2 separate regions of the Rattus norvegicus genome follow, and region 1 is linked to region 2. The links are chromatin contacts, called in public Hi-C maps. All regions are on one chromosome and are shown on one strand. The core of a region is the stretch at or near the end of the contact, and the rest is flanking DNA. Distances in the headings are between cores, read along the strand shown. Region 1 has its middle 40 kb from the start of Rassf3. Region 2 overlaps Rassf3 (Ras association domain family member 3).

Region 1 (4,090 bases), core at 1,011-3,510, 87 kb before region 2:
CACATGCACACACACTAATGATCTAGAGCTAGAGCTTGTCTACTTCTCCAATTCTGATTTATACCATTGCATGCTCCATCATCATGTACCCGCTGCCCCTGGCCTGTCCCTTACATATGCAGGTCCTTTACTTTTCGGTCACCTAGAATAGTCTCCCCAAATCCTTTCAGCACTCAGTCCTCGATTTCAGTCTCAGTTCAAATATCACCTTCTCAGCGAGGCCTTCCCTGACTACCCAAGCTAAAGCAACCGCTATTCCTTCTCTCCCCAGGCACTGGCCTGGGCCATTTTCTTCATATCTGTTGTGATCGTCTGGGCTGGCCTAACCCTCCATCTACAGTGTATTTCCATCACGGAAGAGGCTGGGCCTGGTTTTTTTCCCTGCAGTCCCCATCCCAGCCTGGCACAATGGCTTCTGGAAATTGTGCTGAGCAGCTGAACCCTGCCTTCAGTGTTCACTGTTTCTTTATGTATCTGACTTCTGTGGAATTTGATCACTGCTTTAGAGTTTTGGTTATCAATACACAGTATCCTGAATGCTAGACTTTGTCTCATATGCCCTCAATCTGATATAACAGTTTCAGTTCTCAACTGATAAACAATATTTGCTATTTGGCAAGGAAGAATATGCAATTTCCAAAGCAAACAGCAGAAGGGCCCTGACTCTTGCTACCAATTAGCCTAACTTTATTGGAGTAAGCGCTGATTTCCTTTCTGCATCCTCTTGGAGTCAGTAAATACTGCTCGCCCAGGACATTTTTTTTTTTGACAGTGCAAACATGGATTTCATAAGGAAAAAATGAGAAAGAACTCTGAGGAGTAGGAGAGACCCCCATGGGAGAAACATTTTCTCCATTACATACCTGTATATATTGTCTTTTCCAAGGGAGAAACATCCTTTAACTCTTGATTTTTTTTCTGCATATTTTGGTGAGCCCAGGTTAGACCCTGCATAAGGAAGTAGCTTGTAAAGAAAAACAAACTGTTCTGGGAGCCAGAAGCAAGAGGTTGGTGCATAACTGAAAAAACATTATCTAGCTTTGGAGTTGGAGTGTAGCTCAGTGGTTCCTGCTTGGCTCTAGCTGCATTCTTGGGATTAGAATGTGCCTGGGAACGTACTTGTCTTTTTGCCCCAATAATTGACATCCAAAGGTCGGAAGTGTTTTGGAGATGGAACGTACTTACTAGAAAGATTTTTTTTTTTGTTACTATAGCAATGTACTTGAAGCAGACAACTGTATGGAGAATGGAGAGCTATTTAACCTACGGCTTTGGATCCTGAAGGCACAAACCGGCTGTGGTGACAGTCCCCTTGACTTCGTCACATTATGGTAGAAATGTGTGTGTATCTCAGTGTCTGACTGATAATACACCTCCCAAGAGGCCATCAGGATCGGCCAGAAGGACCTTATCTAATTTAATCACTTCCCAAAGGCCTCACCTCTGAACTCAGTAGGTATGGGTTACATTTCCTTGTTTATACTATTAACCTATGATTTCGAAGATTAAATTCACCCCTCCACTATGGGCGCGGGGAGGGGGGCCATCCTGGAACTCCATATCCAGAATATAGATGAAGAAAACGTTTCTAGGAATGTTCAGCATCCTAGACATTCCTGCCTTTTCCTCTAAGGAATGTGAACCATCTTGCTTTACATTTTTGTGTTTTGCCATTTAATCCATTTGCACGGCCCTGTTGCAAAGCATCCGAGGAACACGGTCCAAAACAAAACTCACTGGAAGCAAGGCCGTGGACTTAAAACTCACGGTCCAGTAGAACCTGCTACCTAGCAGGCACCCAATAAATCAGACTTGCGGGGTCCTGAAAGGGTCCCGAAGGACCCAGAGCCCCACCGATGGCTCAGTCACGACGCTGATTGCTATAATTAGCAAAAGCAAAAGCACAGGTGGAAAGGGGGCCAAGTCAGCAATGAATGCATTCTCAATCAGCCACGTTGGGAGTTCTAAAAACGAATATGAATAACACTGCTGGCTTTTCTCAGGCAGAGGCAAGGAGAGCATTGGCTAATGTGTGTGAAAAGCTCAAGATGATAAAGTCCAGGGTTGGTCGTAGTGGCCCACACCTTTAATTCCACCACTTAGGAGGCCAGAGGCGGGCCAGCCTAGTCTACTCAATGAGTTCCAGGATAGCCAGAGCTACATAGTGAGACCAAGGCTCAAAAACAAGTAAGTACAGTTAGATCCCGTGAACCGGCTCAGCTGGTTAGGGTGCTTGCCGGCAAGTCTAACAATGATTCAGTACTTAGGACCGGCATGGTGCAAGGAGCGACTAGAATTCCCACAGGATCGTCCTCTGACCTCCACTCTAACACTGTTTTGTGTACACAAAAACATACACATAAAATAAACAAACGCATACATAAATGCAGTGTTAAAGTGTTTTTTAAAGATAAAGCCTAGATAAATACTCATGTACGTATTCAGCGTCTGAAACGGAAGTTGCAATGCATGCTGGTTCCTGTCTCCGATGGGGTCGTGTTTCTAAACTCCTGATAGCAGAGACCGTGTTTATCGCGTTGCCAGGTGGGGACCGAGGGCTAAAGGCAGTTGTCGAGTGCTTAGGTCCACATTAAACTGTGCCCCAGCTTCGTAGTAGGCGTGGCTGTGACACAGGCTGGCTGTGACACAGGCGGAGGTCGGGATAATTGATTCTCTCCCCACCGCCAAAGGGGCAAGGCAGCAGCTGGGCTTGCAACTGTTGGGCAGATGGATTTCAAAGAGGCCTGGAGAGAGGAGACCTGTTGTAGAAGCACAACTCAGAGACAGACGCCTGGTGACGTCAGTAATTCCCCGCAGGCGGAACCTGAGTGACATCTGACTTGAACCTTAGAGAGTGATTCTTGGTTCTGCCTTTATCAGCTTGGGGCTGGATAAGAGCAGATATAGAGATGTGGCCAGAAGGTGCTGCCAGTGACCTCAAGCCACCACTTCCTGTATGGAGAGGCAGGACTCAACCATCCCTAACTCTGCATGACATCCCTCGGCCTCCCTTTCTTTGTGGCCAGGTAACTGGCCTTTACTCTCTATGTCCCCCATGCCCAGGGATCACTTCACACACTGAGCAGAGTAATGGCATCCCCACGCTGTAACAGGAACTGATCCTTGACCCTACTCCCCTCTCCCCTCCCCCTCCTCAGTGACTGCTCAGGCCTATACGGCCACCTCCTACCCAGTAGGCTTTGAGACTACTCCGAAATAGTTAACAAGCCCTGCACATTACCCAGCCTCTGGTCTTGCAGCTGTGAAATAACATTCCTGGACAGGGTCTCAGTCATTTTCTAGAGCAGATTATCTAAGACAAGATAACTTTCTAAAGAAAAGAAGTTTAATTCTTGGATTGACAAGATGAGGGTCTCTCTATGTAGTTAGTCCTGGCTGTTTTGGAATTCACTATGTAGACCAGGCTGGCCTCAAACTCACGAGATCCACCTGCCTCTGCCTCCTAAGTGCTGAAAGGACAACCCTGGGTATCCATACTTGTCATGGGTGTCAGGCTGTGTTGCACAATAGAAAGCTGAAGGGTGTGCGTATAACATCCCAAGCTCCTTCAGGACCACTCCCAACACTGCCACTATGAGGAATTAATCTTCTAACTCGTGAACTTAGGACATACTACGCTACAGCTCAGACTTAGAGTCCTTGGTGGTGGTGCTGACTTGGGAGATGAATGTCCACAGGCCAAACTCTTTAGAGGCTGGCACAGAGGGTTTCCCTCTTCCCTCCTGCCCTACCGTACACCAGGAGGGCAAAATTGTAGCGCCTGTTCTTTCTTTCTTTCTTTCTTCCTTTCTTTCTTTCTTTCTTTCTTTATTTATTATATATAAGTACACTGTAGCTGTCTTCAGATACACCAGAAGAGGACATCGGATCTCTTTACAGATGGTTGTGAGCCACCATGTGGTTGCTGGGAATTGAACTCAGGACCTCTGGAAGAGTAGTTGGGTGCTCTTAACCGCTGAGCCATCTCTCCAGCCCATAGCTCCTGTTCTAATTCAGCAGACTTCTGTGAGAGAGTCACTATATCTATCCCTTACCTTTTCTCTCAGAACCTCGTGTCTGCGTGTGTCTG
Region 2 (4,059 bases), core at 825-3,324:
CTTGAACCCAGGACTACCCACATGCTCGGCGGCAGGCACCCTGTCTACTGTGCTGGCTATTGATTGACTGATTGACTGATTTGCTGTGTTTGTACTTGGTAGAGCAGTAGAGTGTCCTCCCTGGCTTTTCTTTTCATTTAGAAACTCTTTCCATGAGCTATGTGGTACGTCAAAGGATATGATGGTATCTGGGCCCTTGGGGGGGCCGACCCCCAATACTTGAAATGGTTTTACAAGTTTTGAATGGACTCTTTGGTCATGGCTAAGTAGGAATTCTTTAGTTGCCAAGTGTAGCGTCATCACACACTTCCAATTACCACACAATTAATTGAGTACTTCTCTGGTAAAGTAACCGGCCTCCACCACTCAGCCTGTCAGTTGTGAAGGGTGTCAGGTAGTGCCTGGGAAGTAACTGTGACAAGATTGACCAGGGGGAGCTCTCCAACCCGCCTTGGAGTTAGGGGTGGCGACCTCTGCTTGAGATACTGTGGGAGAAAAGAGCAGCAGAATGGGGCTGAGGGATAGAGACACCTCCTACTCCTTAGTGTGGAGTTGAATCCTAATTTTGAGTCTTTGCTGTTAGTGGTGCCAGAGCTCTCTAAGGCAGCGAGTGGGTATGGGCTAGGCCACTAGGCTGGGTTCACTGAGCAGGGAGCACTAAGCACTCGCTACTCTGTGGACATCTCTCCTGTCATGCCACGGTCCTGGTCTGGCCAGCCTGTGTTCTGACACACTCTGGGTAGCTTACACCTCCGGATCCTTCCCACATTTTCTCCCAGCTGCCACAGAGCAGGAGGCAGGAAGAGGATTCCCATAGAGGACGACAGGGAGCTCCCTCTGCAGGGTTCCTGGTTTTCTTTGACCCCAGAGTGTGCAATCTGACCACGTTGGCAAGGAGAAAGAAGATAATCCCGAGGGCTGCAAAGCCAGTTTTGGATCAGCACTCTGGAGATGGCGCCACCAAGGCACAGGGGCTGGCCGGCGTCCTCCGTGGCGCTTGCTCTGGGCTGGCAGTGTCCTTTTGAGGTACAGGCCACCAAGTGGGGCAAGCACCTTCACTGTGTCTTCTCTTGGCAGAAGGAGTCAGTATGATTTGAGCCATGCCTTTTAAGGGCTCGGAACCAGCTTATCAAAAGAGTCATCTTGGGGGCAGTGCAGGAATATTCTGACAAGGGATGGCTGGGTTGAGTTAATGAGAGCTAGTGATATAAACAGTTTAACCTAAACTCCTTGTGGGCTTTTCAGACTGTCATATTTCTGTAAAAGCAAGCAGTCAGAGCTAGGATACTTACTAGTAGAATAAGTCTCAGGATCTGCTGGGTCCTGGGCTCACCTGTAGCGTGACTCCTTCCTTTTGGTGCTGTGGACCTGGGGTGTGTAAGTTCAAGCAAGCGCTAAGAATGCTCAGATTGGCACATTAGTGAGGCCGCAGGGTGGTATGTGGTGGTGGTGGTGGGGATCAGAACTATGTTAATCTGAGCCACAGTGGAGTTCAGTGTGACCTCTTGGACATGGTCTCCCCGTTGTTCTGGCCATTGGCATTTATACTTTTGTTACCTGGAAACACAGAGCCTACGGTGGAGTTAAGCCTCCTTTCATATGGAGGTAACTTACACTTGTAACAGGAAAAAGAAAGACAACCCAATCCTTTCCCATAGACCTGTTTCAGATCATTTTACCTGTGTCTCCCTGTGTGCCGTGTGCATGCAGTGCCTGCAGAGGCCAGAAGGGGGTGTCAGATCCCCCTGCAACTGGAGTTATGGGTGGTTGTGAACCCTCCTGTGTGTGGGTGGGAATAGAACCTAAGTCCGTCCCCCACCCCCCACCCCCCACCCCCCCAGGTGAAGACCGAACTCAGGACCTTGTGGTTGCTAGGCAATCGCTCTACCACTGTGCTAAATCCCCAACCCCCCTAACTTCTGATTTTACTAAGACTTTTTTTTTCTCTGTAAGTTAGGTGTCACCTGGCAAAGTTGCCAGGAGTTTTGTTTGCCTGTCTCTGCCCTTGACTGACTCTTAGAGCCTGTTGGTGGAGGAACCACATGCAGGGTTTCTCAGCCGTCCTCACTGGCCTACCACATCCCAGCATTCCTTTCTAGTCTCCAAACAAGCCTGTTGGATTTCCGTTCTCTGGAACCTGGCCTTACCCACAGAGTTTCAAAAGTCATGGAGGCTGTGGCGGCATGAGATTTTACCACTAGACTCTGACTCTGTGGAAACTTCCAGTGTCCCTGGGCTGACCTGAGGTGGGAGAGGGAGGAGGATCCTGAGCCCTGGTAGTAAGTGCCCTTAGCTGATGGTCTGTGACCACTGATGACTCCAGGGTCTACCTCCAGATTGCACCAGTGAGATTCTTTTTTTTTTTTTTTTTTTTTTTTTGGTTCTTTTTTTCGGGAGCTGGGGACCGAACCCAGGGCCTTGCGCTTCCTAGGCAAGCGCTCTACCACTGAGCTAAATCCCCAACCCCTCCAGTGAGATTCTTAATCTGCTGGAATCTGGGGCAGCAGGTCTGGTTTGTTTTGTTTTGTTTTGTTTTTGAGCCTCTCTCTCTTTCTCTCTTCCTTCCTGGCTTCAGGCACTTTCTTATCTTTATTTTTCTCAGTTAATTTTCCTAATCTTCAGCATGATTACTTTGTAGTGCTTGATTAGGGGAGCTTTGCAGGCTGGTAAAAGTGAGTGTTAGATGATGTAAGGGGACAAAGACCATAGTTCAGGGCCATGCTAGTCAAAAAACGGAGGCCTTGAGTTGACATGTTCTTAAAAAAACTCCTGTCTCCAGGGCAACCTGGGCTGACCTTTGCCCACGCTCTGCCTCCCCAGCCACCTCACTCTTTTCCTAGTTGCCTGGGCAGATTAGCCACATTTGTGTGTGCCTGGCCTCTCTCTTACTTCATGCACCCGAAAAAAAAAAAGAGAGAGAGAGAGAGAACCAATTAAAACCAGCGATGAATTGTGTCACCATTCAGAAATGAATGACATCGCTATTGACTTCCTTTGAAAACGCTTCAACCTGTGATGTCTAAGGCTGAGTGTAATCTGTTATACATTTAGGGTTGGGACCTAAGACTAGGGCACTCCTGAAGAGCCGGGCCACCTCCAAGTTTGTTTTCTGGCTCCAAACAAACGAGTGGCTGTTTGCCGATTGGCACACGACCTGGTTTTAAAAGCACAACCATATAGGGTATTGGCGGAGTGGTGACTGGGGCTTTAAAGAGTGAGGTCATGGAAGGCTCAGATGAAGCTCTTCCAATGTGTATCACAACTTCAATTAATCTTATTAACATGTTAGGCCTGAGCCTGCTTTCACGGCCCGGGTGTGCCAGGGTATTTACGGGGCATGCTTTGAAGGGCTTTTGGTTTTTGATGCAGACGGATAGCAGAAGCATATAAACCATTGCGTTTGATACTGTAAAGCCCTCATATGCCTCTGCAGATTTATTAGGTTTTGGGAACTGAGCAAGAACACCACACTGGTCGATAAGACACGCAAGAGGCTAGATAGATTGCAAATGCAAACTTGAGGCCAGACTTCAGGACTGGGTCTGTTGTATAGGATAAGGGCCTGCCTCTCTTGTTCAGGACCCAGCTAGTTTGAACGCAGCATTCCCCCAGTAGAAGATTCAAAGACACAGTAGGGTGGCTGGGAAACCTTAGAAGGTGCCTTGGGCCCTGAACCTGGATATGTGTGATGCGAGCTGCACCCCTGGGCTGCTGTGGTGGGGATGGCTGTCTGTGTGGGGTGGGCCATGAGCTGAGGAGCAGGGGACTTGGCTTGCAGACTGCTGGGGACCAGCAGGTGGCACTGGCAAAGGGTGGTGACAGGCTGGGGTTGTGTTGATGTTCTGAGCACACTGTGTTTAAGAAGAGACTGCTGCAGACCCCAGCCTTAGACAGTAGTTGTTTTATTTTTGTGGTCTGTTTAAATTTAAATTTCGTTTGTTTGTTTGTTTTTTCAAAACAGGATTTCTCTCTGTAGCCCTGGCTATCCTGGAACTCAGATCGGTAGAGCAGGCTGTCCTGGAGCTCAAGAGATCTGCCTGCCTCTGCCTCCTGAGTGCT

Evidence for each region. A called contact is a pair of places that touch in the nucleus more often than the background predicts.
Region 1: a contact with region 2 is called in a Hi-C map of liver, with 3 times the contacts expected there. The contact joins two enhancer-like sites. A contact is called at or near these places in 8 of 12 Hi-C or Micro-C datasets (the Rat2 cell line, frontal cortex, hepatocytes and 4 more).

The regions. Positions count from the first base shown.
Region 1 is chr7:58,923,956-58,928,045 of GRCr8, reverse strand. No RefSeq gene overlaps it. Among named protein-coding and RNA genes, the nearest start is that of Rassf3, 40 kb to the right of the region's middle. Within about 2 kb of position 2,260, at least 5 of the 93 cell types and tissues checked have an H3K27ac peak or open chromatin away from gene starts, as enhancers often do. A contact at or near this core is called in liver, where this site is marked.
Region 2 is chr7:58,836,911-58,840,969 of GRCr8, reverse strand. All of the region lies in intron 1 of Rassf3 (Ras association domain family member 3), which reads left to right. Among named protein-coding and RNA genes, the nearest start is that of Rassf3, 47 kb to the left of the region's middle. Within about 2 kb of position 2,074, at least 10 of the 93 cell types and tissues checked have an H3K27ac peak or open chromatin away from gene starts, as enhancers often do. A contact at or near this core is called in liver, where this site is marked.